Linked DNA regions of Mus musculus: region 1 is linked to region 2. Evidence: chromatin contacts called from public promoter capture Hi-C data. All regions are on one chromosome and are shown on one strand. The core of a region is the stretch at or near the end of the contact, and the rest is flanking DNA. Distances in the headings are between cores, read along the strand shown.

Region 1 (4,318 bases), core at 709-3,208, 440 kb before region 2:
CACACAGGAGTCTAAGTTTGTTCTTTGTCCAGCCTTTCCAGATTAGCTTGGGTAAATTCATTAAGACGGCTCCCTGCTGAGCTATGTCCTCTGCTCATTACACAGAGTCTGTTCCCTCTCTTCCTGCTGACACTGACAGACCAGGGACCTAAAATAGATCCTAATTATTTTCCATTACTCCTCTCTGTTCAAAGCTTTGCATGGTTGTTTTGACTGTGAGACCTCATTAACACGGAGCTCATTAAAACCACAGAGAATGGATGAATCCACAAGAACAAAACTTTGGTTGTGGTAAAGGTATAACGGGCACAAGGTATAAACAGGAAATAAATATGAAAGATGCCATTCTAGCTCTCAGTACAGAAACAATGCCACTCAGACAATACAGTAGGTGACAGTGGCTCCCAGGGTTACAGGGGCTTTCATCCATTGATGAAATCCTCACCTTAGGATCCCCAATTATGGACTTAGGGAAGACAGTTTTCTTTGCTCCTCTTCCCAGTGTGGCCATATTAAATCTCTCCCTTTCAGCTTTAAAAAGGGAGGGAGGGAGGGAGGGAGGGAGTGAGGGAGGGAGGGAGGGAGGGAGGGAGGGAGGGAGGGAGGGAGGGAGGGAGGGAGGGGTAAAGAAAGACACACTAGAAGATATTTTAAATTGCCAATAATATTTTTAAAGATTATTTATTTATTTATTTATCGTGTAGTCAGCATTCTTCCTGCATGTATGCTAGCAGGCCAGAAGAGGGCACCAATTCTCACTATAGATGCTTATGAGCCACTCTGAGCCACCATATGGATACTGGGAATTGAACTCTGGACCTCTGGAAGAGCAGCCAGTGCTCTTAAGCTCCGAGCCATCTCTCCAGCCCTGTTAATAATATTTTGAAATGGAGATACCTCAAGTGTCTTGTCATAAGAAGTATCTTGTGGCCTGAACAGGCAGTGACGCTATCTCGGTGGGCATGAGTGATCTCATTAGCATGTGTTATGATAGACTTCAACAAACAACACTGGATTTACATTCAATCTCTTTATAACCATCCTAAAAGATTTGAAAGACAAATGCATATTTCTTATAGAGAAAACATAGCTCCAAGGCCAACAGTTGTTATTCAAGGTCAAAACTCATAAATAAAAGGAAGGAAAACAGGGCTGGTCTGTTTTCTTGAACTTAATCTCCCCCCCCCCCCGCCGCCCCCCGCCACACCCACCTCCCATGCGCAACCGTGTTAAGATTTTTCTTTTTTTTTTTTTTTTCTTTTTTTTATGGCATCTCCACCAGATTTATTTTTAAAGGAATGACCTAAGGGAGAAAAAACTAGGGTACAGAAGTATGGGCTAGAAAATAAATACAAATGTAAGCTGTTTCACTAATTTTATAACCACAAACTTGTACAGAGAATGAGGCCCTCTACAGAACACAACAGGTTCAGACGAGGCGTTCCCTTAACAAGGCTGAAGATCCGGACTCTGGTATTTGACATTTAGGATGCAGTCAGTCCACGCTTTTACCCAGATTTGAAGAGAAGAATGGCCACCTGACCCAGGTAGAAGTAGACGAAGTGTTTGGTTTCGTACGTCACGTAACTACCGAAGTTCCGGCCCACAATGCAGTGCCAGGTGGGGTTGTACTTCTTGTCAAACTCCTTCTTGATATGGGCCGCAATATCCTTCTCTGTGCTGTACTTCTCCAGCGCCTGGATAGCACACCTCACCGAGTCCTGCTGCATCTCTTCCGACATGTCTACAGTTTTTATCACTGCCTTCCGATCGCACATGGTTACCGCGGAGCAGGGGCCAATCGGCCGCTGCGTGCCCCTAGGGAAGATGCTGGCGGTGCTCAAGCAGCAGCAGCAGACAGCCGGTCCCTGCTGAAGCCGAAGCCGTGGCGCATCTCTTAGCTAAATATTTAACTGTATGCGTTTGCTACCTTTTCTTTACCCCTTCAGGAGCCATTTGGTAGGTGGTTTATTTTGTCACAAAAAGCAAGAAACCGCCTCATTGTGACTGCACAATTACCCGCTGACCCTCTGAGGTGGGGAGCCGAACCCTGGAGACCTGGCTTTTCATGAATCAGAAATTCACATGTGTGAGGAAATGCAGTGGAAGCAGCAGACACTGCTGTTGCTTGAGGGAAATATTTTAAATGAACCGGCCTACTCTCCAATAAAATCAAAACTTTTTTTTTTTTTTTTTTTTGGTTTTTCGAGACGGGGTTTCTCTGTATATCCTTGGCTGTCCTGGAACTCACTTTGTAGACCAGGCTAGCCTCTAACTCAGACTCCCGAGTCCTGGGATTAAAGGCGTGCGCCACCACGCCCGGCGCACTGTGTCTATTTCACGAGGGGGAAAAATGAGCGTATTTCCCTAAGAAACTTCAGAAAGACTGATTTAAACACGCGGGACCTGATGAACCTCTAATGGCTTCATCTTAATTAGTTATACCTGTGATGCTCCTGTTTCCAAATACGGGCACACGCCGGAGCTCTGTGTTCATATTCCTGAAAGATTCAATTAACCCATAACATTTGCTGTCATACCTTGCTGACATGTTCGCAGCTGTGTTCACAGACCTGAAGATGGCACTGTGCATCAGCTGAAAACATTCTCAAACCACCCGCAACAGAAAAATCCGCACACTGCCCACAGCCCTGGCTAATACATGAAATTATATAAAGATTCAGATCATATTTCAATTTGAATTGGATGTACCTACGTTACCATTTTTCCCCCCATTTTACTTATTTGAAGCTTCTGGTTAATTGCAAGTTCCCAGACAAGGTTAAGAGAGCAAGATTTACCCACAGATATGCAAGAAAAATTTCCGAGCCTTTGCAAGTGACTCATGCCTGATACCCCCAACTTTATAACTACTATAAGCTCTTAGTTCTTATCATTTCTCAGCAGTAAATGGGGCCACTGATTAGCAGAAAAGAGCAATCTTCCTGGCTTTGGCAGCCCATTCAACTAATCACAGTACTTGGGAGGCAGAGGCAGGTGGATGGATCTCTGTGAGTTCAAGGCCAGCCGGGTCTACAGAGCCAGTTTTAGGACAGCTGGGGCTACAGAGAAAACCTATGTCAACAGAAACAAAACAGAACAAAACAAACAAACCAAAAACAAAGAGGAGGAGGAGGAGAGGAGGAGGAAGAGGAGGAAGAAGAGGAAGAGGAGGAGGAGGGAGAGGAGGAGGAAGAGGAAGAGGACAGACAGAAATAACAAATCTCTTCCCCATTCTGGGCCCCTTTTCCTTTCTAACTTTTACATTTAAAAACAAAGAGTTAATAGCAATTTAAGCACTTATTAATGTTTAATATGTTCACTATGGCACAGAATTCCAGGAAAAATATGTACATGTCTTATTAATTACATCTCTCAATGCTATCACCCAATGCTTAATAAAAAGCAACGAGAGGAGGAAGGGTTTATTCTGGCTTGCAGCTCAACAGGATTATTCCACCATGGTGGGAAGACAAGGCAGCAGGCAGGGATGATATGGTGGCAGGAAGTGCCAGGTCAGAGTACACATCACACACAGTAAGCAGAGCACAGACAGGAAGTAGGGCCAGCCTGTAAATCTCATGTTCCTGGCCCACCACCTCAGTACTGGCTGCTTTTGTGTGTCAACATGATACAAGTTAGAGTCATCAGAGAGAAAGGGCCCTCATTTGAGGAAATGACTCCATGAAATCCAATGGTAAGGCATTTTCTCAATTAGTGATCAACTGGGGAGGGCTCAGACTATTGTGGGTGGTGCCACCCCTTGGCAGGTGGTCCTGGGTTCTATAAGAGATCAGGCTGAGTAAACCAGGGGCAACAAGCCAGTAAGCAGCACCCCTCCTAGGACTCTGCATCAGCTCCTGCCTCCAGGTTCCAGTCCGGCTTGAGTTCCTGTCCTGACTTCCCCCAATGTTAAACTATGATGTGGAAGTGTAAGATGAATAAGCTCTTTCCTGACCAATTTGCTTTTTGATCATGGTGTTTCTTCCCAGCAACAGAACCTCCAACTAAGACACCCACTTTCACCAATAAGGCTCCGCTTCTTTTTTTCTTTTTCTTTTTTCTTTCTTTCTTCTTTTTTGTTTGTTTGTTTGTTTTTTGTTTTGGTTTTTCGAGACAGGATTTCTCTGTATAGCCCTGGCTGTCCTGGAACTCACTTTGTAGACCAGGCTGGCCTTGAACTCAGAAATCTGCCTGCCTCTGCCTCCTGAGTGCTGGGATTAAAGGCATGTGCCACCACCACGCCCGACTTTCTCTCTCTCTCTCTCTCTCTCTCTCTCTCTCTCTCTCTCACACACACACACACACACACACACAC
Region 2 (4,217 bases), core at 597-3,096:
AAGACTCAATTTTCTGCATAACTGTTCTTTCCTAGGGAGTGACCACTAATTTCCTTCTTGTTTACACCAGCTTTTTATTATCGCAGCTCTAGCCTTTGGAGAGAGACCCTTTAACAGTGAGAAATATAAGAATAGCAAAAGGTGTTAAGCAAATTTCCATCGAGGGCAGTGGGGGGGTCTTCCGGCTTGACCAAGCACTGCACTTTGTCAACCATCTCCTTCAGCACACTTGGCATCACCATGGAACCATGTATGCTATCATGGGTGTAAAATAATAAACATTCTTACTCAGCTATGAACCTTGGAGTATAGTAAGGAAGATGAGCCTCCTGTTGCAATGGTGGCCTGATATTATTGGAGTAACCAGTCATCTTCTAATTGTATTTAAAGAGCATCCCACAGGCTGTATCTAATAACAGGTGGTGATGATGTGCAGGATAGGGCATAGTCTCCGGAATAGCTCCGGGGCCTCTCAGCAGGTAGCAGTATCTTGAAGAGGAACAGAGACACTGGCTGAACAATAGAGTGATCTAGGGAGGAAGGCTCCACCCTAGGTAATCTCCCTAGTGGCAGCAAGGTCAAGTTCTGGCTCAGCCAGCTTCAGGCTGAGGGAAGGTTATAGTTTTCTACCCAGAGATCCAGGCACCTCTCAAAATCTGTCAGAAAATATGAATTGTGTGGTAGATGGAGAATAACACACAAGCTCACATTTCCTGAAAGTGCAAGGAATATACCCTGTGGATGCACTGACCTAAGTGGGACACCGACATCACACCCCTAGTGCCAAACCTCAAGGATCCATGAGGGAGAAGTGATAGCCACAAGATAGTCAGAGCCAGGTATAGTGATGTCTACAGTGAAACAGCATTGGCCAGATATGTCACTGCCATTGCCTGCATGAACCCACTGTGGTTAATAAGTATGTGGACATCTGTAGAAGCTAAAACCAATCATAAAGCATGCATGGATGAGTGAGAGCCTTGTTATAACACACCCTGACTGGAGCAGCTATTGGCTATTGATCGCTTCTGTGCCTTTGTAAGTCTGCTGCTTTGCAATAAAGTTGAGCCTGGATCAGAACTTTTGTTTTGGCGGTTCCCAGACTCTCATTCAAGGTACCTACTTTGACTGATAGTCGGACTACACCAAACTGCTTTACCACGTATCTGTCTAAGTTTTGTTTTGTATTTACGTTTTCCTCTTATTTAGAAAGAAGGTGTACTTAAATTGTCCATTACAGCCTTGGATCCATTTGTCAGTAACCTCTGAGAAGCTAGGAGCGTAATCAGGCACACCAAGGCTGAGTTGAAAATCCCTTTTTAAAAGATAATTTTCATCTCTACATCAGCGTAGTGCTTCATTATTTTTTTAAAGTACAACTGAGTCAACATGATGTTTTTCCGGGGGTAGTAAGATTAAAATCAGAACACGTGGACCAGAAAGGACTTGTAAGCCTAATATTTCTGTGAAAGGCTCTACTCACATCCATACACCTCTTGTTGTGGCTGTGGAGTTGAAAACTGTAAAGAACACATGGCCTCAGAAGGCATTCTTCCCGATGCTGTAAACTGCACCGCGAGTGCAGCCTCTGTGCAGGCGGGCAGGGGCAGCTTACAGCATCGGGGAAAATGCCTTCTGAGGCCATGTATTCTTTACAAAAACCATCCTGACTCCCCGTGGTTGTCATAGGAACTCTGCATTTTCCTTCCACACTCTACTGCAGGTTTCCAAGAAGAAATCCAGGAACAGTAGAAGTTGCCCTACCTGGACTCCAGGAAGTTCTTCTCGCAATCCAGTACCCACGTGACTCCGACGTCACAAGCAAATCCCACCCGGCTTTTGGTCAACACTCGTCAATCTTCCCGAAAGTTGGACTGGAGTCCTGTGATGCTGAAGATTCCTGTAGCATCTCTGACTTAGAGGTTGGTCGGGGGAGCAGCGTAGCTTGGGGAGCTGGGTTCCGTCTCAGAGGGAGCGGACCTAGGCTAGGTGGGAGGGCGGAAGAAGCTGCATGGACTTGCCGCGCTGAACGGGCTGGGACAGGTGAGGTTGCAGGGCAGGGTAGGGGACTGGGTGTTTGGGATTGTGAAGGATTCTTTGGAACACTGCGTGCAGCCCGAGTCTACACCGGAGCAGGTAGGTAGCGGGGGAGTGGATAATAGTGCAAGTGCAAGAATTGCAAGCTAATAGTGGTAAGCTGACTACCTGCTCCTGTAATACCTGCTCTGCTGGGAAGCACACTAACCTGGTGCCCCATTCTCACCTGGCTGCTGTGAGATTCCTCAGTAAATGGGTTTTCTGGTTCCTCCGGCACTCCGTAGCCGGCCTATTGTAATGGTTTTGATTATATTCATTTTCTCTGCCATTTAAAGAATTAAGAATGATTTAAATACATATATATGATTTGCAACCGGTGGCATGTTGGGAAATTCTGTAACACAGAAGGGAGATCTGCCAGAAGGACCCGCTATAGAGAAGCTTTGACTAGGGCTGAGACAGCACACATAGTCAACACATGGAGGGAAAGACTACAAAGCAGAGTGCCAACCAGGGAGGCTGAAGCCTGTTTCACCTTGCGGGCTGCTTTTCTCAAACCTTTGAAAAGTCCCCCATCCCTAATTTAGGGTTGAGTAATTTGGGGGTGGTGGTGGTGGTAAGACAGGATGTTTGGTTAGCCCACAATGCTTGCCTCACCACGTCTTCATCTGGGCTAAATTGTTGAGCTAGTCCATGATCAGGGGGAAAATCTCACGTGGCCTTGTTTTAGGGGGCCAGGCTTTTGTGTCAGGTCAGCAGGGTGAGGAAGAGCTCACAGACCTGTGTGTATTCACGTGATTTAGAGAAAACAGGCCTGTGATCAAAAGAAGCTTGAGCCTTCTGTGAGGCACATTCCTGTTATCTCTGCATTTGTGAGGGGGAGGGGCAGGACCCTCTGGACATCCCCTGCTTGATAGCAAATTCAAGGCCAATGTAAGCTGCCTCAATCTGTGTCAGAAAACATTTAATCATGCTTGATGGACGTGAGAAATACTCTCTATGATTCATTCCATGTCTTCCAGTGAGAGCCGTGGAAAACCCCTGCAATCAACACTTTGGTGTCTTACAAAGTACACATGCTTCCCTTCTGCCGACCCAATCCATGTGGGATTCAAACTTTGTTTTCACTAACATGCTCTTGTTAAAGATGGTACATTTGGGTGATTAGTTGTTTGGATTTACTGTGTGAGGAAGGACTCTCCTCTTTCCCTTGCTTGAATATTCTGCCTATTTGCAGTGAATGTCCACTCTTTTTGGATAGTTAGTTTTAGATTCTGCCATGACCTGAGAATGCTTCCTTCTGGTCTTGCTTGAATTCTTCCAGTTGGCTCCTTCCATATCTAGGCAGAGACTCCATCATTTCCCCATCACCTTTCTGAAGTTCTTGACTGATGCAGGCTACTGTGGTTTAGTCCATGTGTCTTTTTCTGCATCTTCATCTGGGATACCTTCCTGTGTCCCTTTCCCAGAGGCTTAGCTGCTTATAGAGGCTTCTTACAGTTAGCTGAAACAAACCCATGTCCTCCACGGCCCCTCACACAGGTACTGCCGTCTGCAACCAGTAAAGCAAACTACTAGTGTGGGATGCCGTCCTCTTGCACAGGTTTACGTCCAGGTCCCCTTGGTGTGTAGTTATCCCTCTGTCCTCCCAGGCTTCCTAATGTTAGTATGAGGGAACGAGTTTCTTGTCTTTACAACTCATGCATGAACCTTGCTGTATTAGACAAGTCATGTCTGGAAACTTCTGAGGGGAGCTGTGGTGGGTGATGACAGTCAGATCCTGCTAACGTGTGTGATTATATCAGAGGCCGTGAAGAGAAAGTACAAAGGATTGGAACAGGAGCCAAACACATCTGCACACCTGAGGAGTGCAGATTCTTATTACATTGCCATTTTGTTATTAAAGTATTTTTCATAGTGTCCTCCATAGTCATTATCCTATGTAGTATCCTATGTAGTAACTATGTGAAAGGAGTCTGGTCCCATGCCAATTTTTTCTAAGTCTCCTTTCTATTGTTCTCCTCTTTCCATAATCTATGTAAAAATAAGTCAGATGGATCAGGGTGCGAGTCCCCACGCTTTACTGAATACACTCCATGTACTGGTGCTTTCAGACTCAGAAAAATACATGGGCTTTTTCAAATCCACAGATTCATCTAGACATCTAATGTACACAGCCT

The links. Promoter capture Hi-C pulls out the DNA fragments that hold promoters and counts their contacts.
Region 1: a contact with region 2 is called in a promoter capture Hi-C map of liver, with 2.7 times the contacts expected there. The contact joins the promoter of BC048507 here to the promoter of Zfp459 in region 2. A contact is called at or near these places in 17 of 39 promoter capture datasets (the 3T3-L1 cell line, 3T3-L1-derived adipocytes, the C10 cell line and 9 more), 1 of 484 Hi-C or Micro-C datasets (the C10 cell line), 5 of 115 datasets of contacts at active chromatin or transcription factors (all in embryonic stem cells) and 1 of 9 other capture datasets (pancreatic islet).

Annotation. Positions count from the first base shown.
Region 1 is chr13:67,860,966-67,865,283 of GRCm38.p6, reverse strand. It overlaps BC048507 (cDNA sequence BC048507), which reads right to left and starts at 1,958. Exons shown (of 1, transcript NM_001001185.3): 1 at 1,361-1,958. The coding sequence starts at 1,778. The coding sequence ends at 1,509.
Region 2 is chr13:67,419,047-67,423,263 of GRCm38.p6, reverse strand. It overlaps Zfp459 (zinc finger protein 459), which reads left to right and starts at 1,846. Exons shown (of 4, transcript NM_177811.4): 1 at 1,846-1,922. It overlaps Gm33787 (a long non-coding RNA gene), which reads right to left and starts at 1,821. Exons shown (of 2, transcript XR_382593.2): 1 at 1,765-1,821.